Linked DNA regions of Oryctolagus cuniculus: region 1 is linked to region 2. The links are chromatin contacts, called in public Micro-C maps. All regions are on one chromosome and are shown on one strand. Each heading gives the region's core, a stretch centred on a gene start, on an enhancer-like site or on the middle of the called end of the contact. The rest is flanking DNA. Distances are from core to core; before and after follow the strand shown.

What was found. A called contact is a pair of places that touch in the nucleus more often than the background predicts.
Region 1: a Micro-C map of ear pinna shows a contact between it and region 2, with 3 times the contacts expected there. The contact joins the promoter of PRPF38B here to the enhancer-like site in region 2. A contact is called at or near these places in 2 of 6 Hi-C or Micro-C datasets (ear pinna and an unstated tissue).

The regions. Positions count from the first base shown.
Region 1 is chr7:61,752,544-61,757,038 of mOryCun1.1, reverse strand. It overlaps PRPF38B (pre-mRNA processing factor 38B), which reads left to right and starts at 3,221. Exons shown (of 6, transcript XM_051856211.2): 1 at 3,221-3,794. The coding sequence starts at 3,516. It also overlaps the pseudogene LOC100343575.
Region 2 is chr7:61,603,305-61,607,536 of mOryCun1.1, reverse strand. AKNAD1 (AKNA domain containing 1) reads right to left here. Exons shown (of 13, transcript XM_051856199.2): 12 at 2,346-2,475; 13 at 1,226-1,600. The coding sequence ends at 1,469. Among named protein-coding and RNA genes, the nearest start is that of AKNAD1, 60 kb to the right of the region's middle. Within about 2 kb of position 2,401, at least 2 of the 8 cell types and tissues checked have an H3K27ac peak or open chromatin away from gene starts, as enhancers often do. A contact at or near this core is called in ear pinna, where this site is marked.

The DNA.
Region 1 (4,495 bases), core at 1,972-4,471, 150 kb before region 2:
TGAAGAGATAAAGCAACTGGAACTCTCACACACTGCTGGTGGCATGTGAAATGGGACCACCACTTCAGGAAATTTGGCTACGTCACAACAAGTTAGCCATGCTCTTTTCATCCCTGGTGCCTGAGAATTAACAGCCATCATGAACAACACAGTAACTATCTGCAGGAAGTTCATGGGCAACCAGCTACTTCAGAGGAAACAAATGGTCATCACGTCTTTTACCCTGGAAGGGGTAACAATACATAAGACAGAAATTTTGGGGAAACTAATCAAAATGGACAAGACCACACTAGAAGTCATTGCTGTATTTAGATTCAGAACCCATTTTGGTGGCGGCAAGACAGCTGACTTTAGTGTCTTTTACAATTCCTTGGATTATGCAAGAAAAATGAATTATGAAGAAAAATGAAAACAAGAACAAAATAAAGGAAATCAGGGGAGTGCAAAAGCCAAGGTTGCTGCTGGCAAAAAGCAGAATGGAAGATTCTGCAACAATTTAGCTGCAGTGATTGTGTGGATTTTTCAAAAGAGGATTAATTGACTGTAAAAACTTTTTTTAAAAAAGATTTTATTTATCTGAAAGGTAGAGTTACAGAGAGAGGGAGAGACAGAGAGGGGTCTTCCATCCACTGGCTTACTCCTCAAATGGCCACCACAGTCAGGGCTGGGCCAGGCCAAAGCCAGGAACCAGGAGCTTCTTCCAGGTCTCCCACGAGGGTGCAGGGGCTCAAGCACTTGGGCCACCTTCTATTGCTCCCTCAGGCACATTAGCGGGGAACTGGATCACAAGTGGAGCAGCTGGGACTGGAACGGATGCCATAAGGGTTGTCAGTACTGCAAGGGGAAGTATAACTTACCATGCAAAGACTTTTTAGGGGCTGGTGTTGTGGCATAGCAGGTAAAGCCTGCAGTGCCAGTACCCATACTGGTGCCGGTTCAGGTCCCAGCTGCTCCACTTGTGATCCACCTCCCTACTAATGTGCCCAGGGAAGCAGCGGAGGGTGACCCAAGTGCTTGGGCCCCTGCACACCCAGGTGAAGCTCCTGGCTCCAGGCTTCAGCCTGGCCCCGCCTCAGTCATTAGGGCCATTTGGGGAGTGAACCAACAGATGGAATAACTATAATTCAGCCTTTCCAAAAGAAAAAGAAACAAGGAAAGATGGAAAAGATCATGTATACAAAGAATTTACAAAGATCATAGCATTTGGCAATTAAAGTGTCACTATGTAAACTCAATAAGCTGTTATTATTATAGCAAAAAACAAAAATAGATACCCAGGGGCCAACATTGTGGCACACCAGGTTAAGCTGCAACTTGTTAACCAGCATTCCATACCGGAGTTCTGGTTGGAGTCCCCGCTGTGTCCACCTGATTCAGCTCCCTGCTAATATGGCTAGGAGGGCAGCAGCAGATGGCCCAACTACTTGAATACCTGCTGGAGTTCCTGGCTCTTGGCTTTGCCTGGCCCAGCCTTGGCTGTTGCAGCCACTGGGGAATGAATCAGTGAACCAGTAGATGGAAGATCTCTGTCTCTCCCTCTCTCTCTCTGTCATTCTGCCTTTCAAATAAATAAATATTTTAAAAAGTACATACACAAAAAGAACTAAGTTAAAAAAATGTTTAACTTGGTAATTCAGAGGATAGGATCATCAGTTTTCCTTGGGAAGTAGTTTGATATAAACCATTGTATAGAAAAACAAGATCTATGAGCACAAAATGAAAATGACTTCTATCAAAGCTTCAGTTCTCCTACATTGCAAAATAAAGGAACTAGAAAGGGTGATCAATTATGGACTGTGTCCAGCCCCAAACATTACTCAATTCATTCACTTATGTCTTTATCTTTCCTTGCATGCTCTTACACCCTAACTGCTGGTTTGGTTCCTATTTTTCTGCTTGCTTGTCTTTCTCTCTCCTCTCTTGGTTCATCTTCACCCAGGTGAGAATTTTCCCAAAGGTTTCTGTCCTATACTCTTCCCTCCCTCTGTGTATGTGTCACTGAAGTTAAGATCACCATCTTCAAACTTACTTACCTAAAAGTTTCTAAGAAAGAGTAATTTACAAGTGCCACAACGAGAAATCAAATAGGATGAAGGATGAAAAAGGTCACTGCATTTTGGCAACGAGGATGCTACCGAGTGAGTCATCCAAGTTTCTGAGTAGGGTAGCGATGCGCTTTTGGATCGGCTCTGGCTATCTTGTGAAGAATGGATCGAAGCCAGAAAATATTAGCATCTTAAAGCAGACTTTAAGGTCACGGATGTCATTATGTAACACTTGGATTTAAATGTCACCAAATTCCTAACGTTTCATCTTCGCATTTCAGGCACTTCACAGCCATTACTCCCCCATCAGGGCATCTACTGGCTCTTTACCCTCTGATGAACCTGTTCTTTCCTGCTTCTATATGCTCAGGCTATTTCCTGCCGAATAACTGCTGGCCCCATTCCCCCTGCAGAAAACTTCAGCGCCTTCTGTAATCTCTCAACGTCCCAACACCAGGCACCTTCTCGGTAGCGTTTTTAGTAGCTGTCGAGAGCCGAGATCGACGCTGACTCGTTTTTACACCTGTTTCCCAGCCCCTCCTGTGCTCCCTTCACCGTGCCTAACCCAATGTTTACCACTCACGATGCACCCTAAGAATTGGAAGGTCTCGAGCAGGGAGGGAAAGCGCCTACCAGGTGCCTGGAACATACTACCAGGCGCTACAGGAGAGTAGTTCCTTTAATGCTCACAACGGCCCTGTAGGACGTTATCCTAATCTCACAACCGAGTAAATCCAGGCTCGAACGTTTAGACCGCCAGTCGCCTGCTGGAGCGCGGCGAAGGACAGAAAGACCTTTGATCCGAGTTACAGGGAGGAGTGAGGGCCCTGACTACCATCCCTTCCGGAGAATCTTAAAACAGTGAACTCGGGAAATGGAGTTAAAGCGTTACGAACTCGCAAGCACCGAACGGCCATGCGAATCCCTTCCTGTTCGTCAGAGAACCGAGGCTTCCAACCTAAACACTGAAACGTACAGAAAGGGCCTACGACGCCCTCCCCCAGCCCCCTGGACTCCCAGGGGGAACCTTAGGCGCCGAGCGCACTCGGCCACCGTAGCGGCTCCAGCGAGCCGAGAACGTGCGGAACGAGGAAGAGGAATCTCCAGCCCACTTGGGCGCCTCTGATTGGCCGCTGGCTCAGCTTGGAACGCCGGGGCGCGCTGCGTCACGTCCGCCCGGGCCGCCATCTTGTTCCCAGGGGCAGTTGGCGGAAGAGATCGCGCTCCCTGGCCGCCGGCTTGCCTTCTGCTGGAGTTTTTCGCGGTCCGCGTCTCGCCGTGTGCCGTCGGCCCGAGGTCCGTCCGTCGGTGTCCCCGGTTGCCCTCCCTTCTCCGGCTGGGGCTCAGCGAGGCGGCCCCCTCTCCCGACGGCGTTCCATGGAGTAGGGTCCCGGACCGTTGTCCCGAAGAGAGAGATCGAGCTGGGCCCCCTCCCCCTCCCTCTCCCTCCCTCCTTCCTTCCGCCGCAACATGGCTAACAACAGCCCGGCGCTGACAGGCAACTCGCAGCCGCAGCACCAGGCGGCCGCGGCCGCGGCCCAGCAGCAGCAGCAGTGCGGCGGCGGCGGCGGCGCCACGAAGCCGGCCGTCTCGGGCAAGCAGGGCAATGTGCTGCCGCTGTGGGGCAACGAGAAGACCATGAACCTCAACCCCATGATCCTGACCAACATCCTGTCGTCGCCTTACTTCAAAGTGCAGCTCTACGAGCTCAAGACCTACCACGAGGTGGTGGACGAGATCTACTTTAAGGTACGAAGCGTCTAGGCCTTGGGCTTGGGGGTAAGTTCGGCGGGGCGGGGGGGGGGGGGGTAGGTGTGGAGGAAACGGGCGGAGGCGGCCCCCGAGACTGAGGGTGTGTGGGTCGGGGGGCGGTCGGGCGGAGGGGGCGCTGCGGGCCTGTAGTCCCTCGGAGAGGGGCTCGGACTGGGGCCGCCCTCTGCGTTTCCTTTTCAGATTTTAGGGCCCGGAGAGCCCGCCACTATTGCTCTTCCTCCTCCCCCAAGCTCCTGCCCGCCCCTAGGGAGTTGGGCAGGAAGGGTGGGGGAAGAGGCGAGAGTAACAGGAGCCTCTCCAGCTTACAGCTCTAAAATGATTCCTTTTGACGCGGATCTGCCGAGCGCCAGCGTGCTGGTGCTTCTCCCGCTCACCCCGGGCCAGGGCGTGTAGTGACTGCAGTGTTGGCCTCGTGTTGTTGGTACTCACTATCCAGTCCAGACAGGGACGTGGTCAGTGCGTGTGTGTCGGGCCGGGGTGGGCAGGGTTGAGGGTGGAGAGGTGCCAGTGCAAGAGGTGTACAGAAGGCCTGGAAATTTTCCCAGCAGGAAGTTAGGAGTGAGAGGTCGCAGCCACCTGTGCATTGGGCTTACTTAGCGTTATCTGGGCCCTGGGCTTCTGCGGCAGGGTCGGTGCTGGCTTGGCTGTGCTGGGGAGCTCACCTGGCGCCTCCTCAC
Region 2 (4,232 bases), core at 1,152-3,651:
CAGCTGGGACTCGAAACGGCTCTGACATGGGATGCTGGCACTGCAGGCGATATCTTTCACCTGCTGCGCCACAGTGCCACCCCCCAGTAAATCTTTAAACAAGTGTAATTTTAATTAAAAATATAAGCATACCATATAATAAGAATTTTATACATAGTACAGTAAATAAAGAGAAAATTCCTTCCTCTCTGAAAAACTAGAAGTCCTCCTAGGGTTTTTTCTTTCCAGAAAATATGTATGCCCTTGAAAAAACATACAAATGAGGTCCCATGGGGCATGGGTTCACAGTTGGGCGTCTGGCACTTATCCGCCGCATTCTTTTCAGTGTTGCACTGCTGTTGGTTATGAATGGCCACCCAGGGCATTTAGATGAGTTCTCCCTTGGGGCATTCCTGCCACTGCTGTTCATAGACCTCATATATGGAGCGTATTGTGTGAGTGTCCTGTAAAGTCAGTCTGCTGGAGTGGGAATTTGTGCAGTTTGGTAGAAACACCTGACTTACAATGGCTCAATGTACAATCTTTGACCTTCCGCCCATGGGAAAGCAATAGGCAATGGCAGTTTGAATTTTGATCTTTTCCTGGGCCAGCTTTACGCAGGAGGATCTGCTCCCACGATGTTGGACAGCCGCGCCATCATGCAGGCAACAACCCTGCAGTACCGCGTCACCCTGCTCTGAAGTCGGGTGGGTCAGGTGTATGAAATGCACGTTCCACTTCGGCAATTTCCAACCTACAGTGAGTTTCTCAGGCTGTAACCCCTCGTAGTCAAGGAGTGTCTGTACTATGAAGTTTTCTTTAAAGGTTGCATAGATTCTTATTACTTTTTTTAATTAATTTATTTATTTGAAAGAGTCACACAGAGAAGGAGAGGCAGAGAGATAGAGAGAGGTCTTCCATCCAATGGTTCACTCCCCAATTGGCCACAATGGCCGGAACTGCGCCGATCTGAAGCCAGGAGCCAGGAGCTTCCTCCAGGTCTCCCACGTGGGTGCAGGGGCCCAAGGGCTTGGACCATCCTCCACTGCTTTCCCAGGCCGTAGCAGAGAGCTGGATTGGAAATGGAGCAGCCGGGACTAGAACTGGTGCCCATATGGGATGCCGGCGCTTCAGGCCAGGGTGTTAACGCGCTGCTCCACAGCGCCAGTTCCTAGATTCTTGTTACTTTCACAACAGTTTATGAGAGTACCTATTTAACCCCACCCTCAATAGTAAAATTTGCTGGTTTGTTTTGACTTCTTTTATTGTAAATTAGGAAGAACATAGGTTTATTTTAAAATAAATACTTGATTTTAAGAGCCCCCCCCCATTAAAGCACGTTGTGTTACCTCTTTCTTACGCTTTGGATGTGTTCTCTAGAAAGTCATCTTCCTAAATTGTGTAATAAATAAAATATGTGGGTGGGGACGAGGACGATCAAGTTTTCTAGTAAGTTTGTTCCTTCTAGTCCTCGGTACCTGGGGTTGAGCTAGTATTGCAGCCGATTCCTCCATCTCTCTGCCTTGGCAAGGTCTTCTGTAATCGTTTTAATCATTTGATCAGTAGTTTTTTTCAAAACGCTTGCCGTCTTTAGGGCATGATCCAAAGCTGCGCTTAAAATCTACAGAGGAAAAGTCCACACATTTTAGTTACATAAGTTTACCACTATTTCTGTTCATTGTGTTCTCTCGTTATTAAACATTGCCAGGTGGAATTTTTGGAGTAGGCTTTTTCCCATAGTTTATTTCTGTGTTTCAGGGCTGGTTTCCTAGGGAACCAGCCTCAGATGGAATATATTTGTTAGGGAAAGGAACAGAGAAAAGAGCAACACGTGACTGATGAGCGAGGGCGAGGTCAGCAACCTGCCGGGCTGTCTCCCTGCTGCAGAGAAAGAGAAAAACAAGGAAAGCTCTTAGGGGGCGTCACCATGGAGAGGGGACCCCCAGGATCTGCGCATGCGTGTGTGTGTGTGTGTGTGTGTGTGTGTGTACACGCGCTCACACTGGAAAGTGGCCTGGGGATTCGAGTTAATGATTTGAAAACAGGAAACTGCTCGCAGCCCTAACCACAGGGTCACTGGCACAGATTCCAGTGCCTTCCACCCGGGCCGGGGGAATCCCCGTAGCTGAGGCCCCCCACCTGCAAAACACTTTCTCCAGGAAATTTCCCTTGCCATCCACTGAGGAGTCTTTCAAACCCTGTGGCTGCGGAGTCCGTGACTTTGGGTGTTTGCGGAACACAAAATCGGCTTTAGCAGCGCCTTTTCTGCACCCCTGCCCGGTGGTAACTTCCAAGCATCCGCCCTGTGCTCATCAACACCCAACTTCCTGGCTGCAAGGCCCGGGCAGCTTCCCCCGCGTGCTCACCCTAGATTCCGTTTGCTCAGCCACGTTAAGGTCACCCAGGGATTTGCTCGCAGAGATCCTGCAGCGCTGGAAAGGGCGAGAGGGCGATGCCGGGGCCGGGCTGGAGGCTGTGGGGCTCTGAACATTTTTTCTGGAAGGCAAAAGCACGTGGGTCCTGAGGCGAGCTCGGGGCAGCTTCCAGCGCGGCGTGGGGGCCGGGGCTCTGCCACCTCGGGTGGCTGTCGCGGTCGCCGCCGATGGCTGACCACAGCTGGAAAGGTGGCTGCTGTGACCACGGCACCATTTCCTCCTGCAGTTTGCCCCTTTTTTTACTTCGGTACAGACAGAGGCAAGACTCCCAAGAGATTTTTATTCCGTTTTCCTTCTTTTGGACTACCCTTCTGCTCTGCAAATCTATGAAAGCAAATATATACACAAAACTGCCGGTTGCAGACACGCCGGGATGAGTTCATTCTAGCACCAGTGAGCTTAGATCGCCAAGAGGTGGAGCAATTAAAAAAAAAAAGCAGCACCCTTCTAAGGGGGAGAGCTATACCACTGCAGGGAAGTCCTGTCCCTGAGGGATGGCCCTAAGCGTGCACCAGCTGAGCAAGGGCTGCCAGGGCCAGGGTGTTGTTCAGGTTGTGCACTGTGTAGCTCTCGGAGAGTTCTTTCACACAGTCCATGGGAAGGGCACTGCTGGGAATTATTTTACAACCTTGAGTGGTGGCCCTAAAGGATGACACACACACCACCAAAAAACCCGCGATCTATGCCCCAGACACTATCCTAGGCTCTAGCCCCTCCCCCCTCCACAATTGCTGGAAGCCAGGTGACCACATGGCCCAACCACATGTGTCAGCTCCACCCCCACCCTAATGGGATTCGCTGCTCCTGCTTCCCTGCCCATCCGACCCTCGGCAAAGTTTTAAGAGGACCTGTTCTTGAACACATCTCTCTCTCTCTCTCTCTCTCTCTCTCTCTCTCTTTCTGTGTGTGTGTGTGTGTGTCTCGATCGATCTCTCTTGCACTCTCCTCTCTCTCTCTTTTTCCTTCTTTGCCCCTTCCCTCCGGCCTGTCGGATTCCCCCACCGATAAACCCTTTCCCTTAATAAATACATAATAAAGGATGCCGCAGGCACCTGCCATCGGATGGCAGCTCTGTCATGGCGCCACCCCACACCGCCGCCAGCTTTGAGACTCCCTCTGTCAAGCAGTACTTCCCTGGCACTTACAGCGCGTGTCAGCCATCTCATCTCCAGAAGGTTCCACTTCAAAGCTTGCGTCCCCAGAGCCTGCCTTCATCCCTGTCCCCCACCATATGAACATGCGCTGGTCCTGCAGCCTGGTGTAACACATGGGCTCTGTCCTCCAGGTCAGAGGTGACTCAGCATGAGTCATGATGAAAACTTCCAGGCAGGGAGGGGCAGTGTGGTGCAGTGGGAAGCGCATGGACCTCACAATCCCCTCCCCCCATATCCAGTTGGCCACCACTTTCCACAGTACTAGCAACAGCTACCACTTGCTGAGTGCTGACCACGAGCTGGGTGCCGTTGCAAGTACTTTATGTGCACTGACTCAGTCCCCCGTGGGTTTGGTGCAGTTACTGTCCCCATTTTACATACAGAGGCGTGGAGGCACAGAGAGGACACAGCCCCAAGATGTAAGTCCCCAAAGGTCGCTGTGCTGTGGGTTCAGACTGAGTGGGTCTGATTACAGATCCTGGCTCCTGGCCATTGCGCTGTGCTGTTGGTTCTGCCTGTTGAACAGCCCTCCAGCGCCCAGACCTCTCTCCGTCTCGGCCGCCCTCAGCCATGCTACCGTTGTCCCGCCTGGATTATCGCACTGGCTGCTGCTTTGGCCTCAGTGCTCCATCTTTGATTGCTCTGCTCCAGTCCGCCTCTCTCA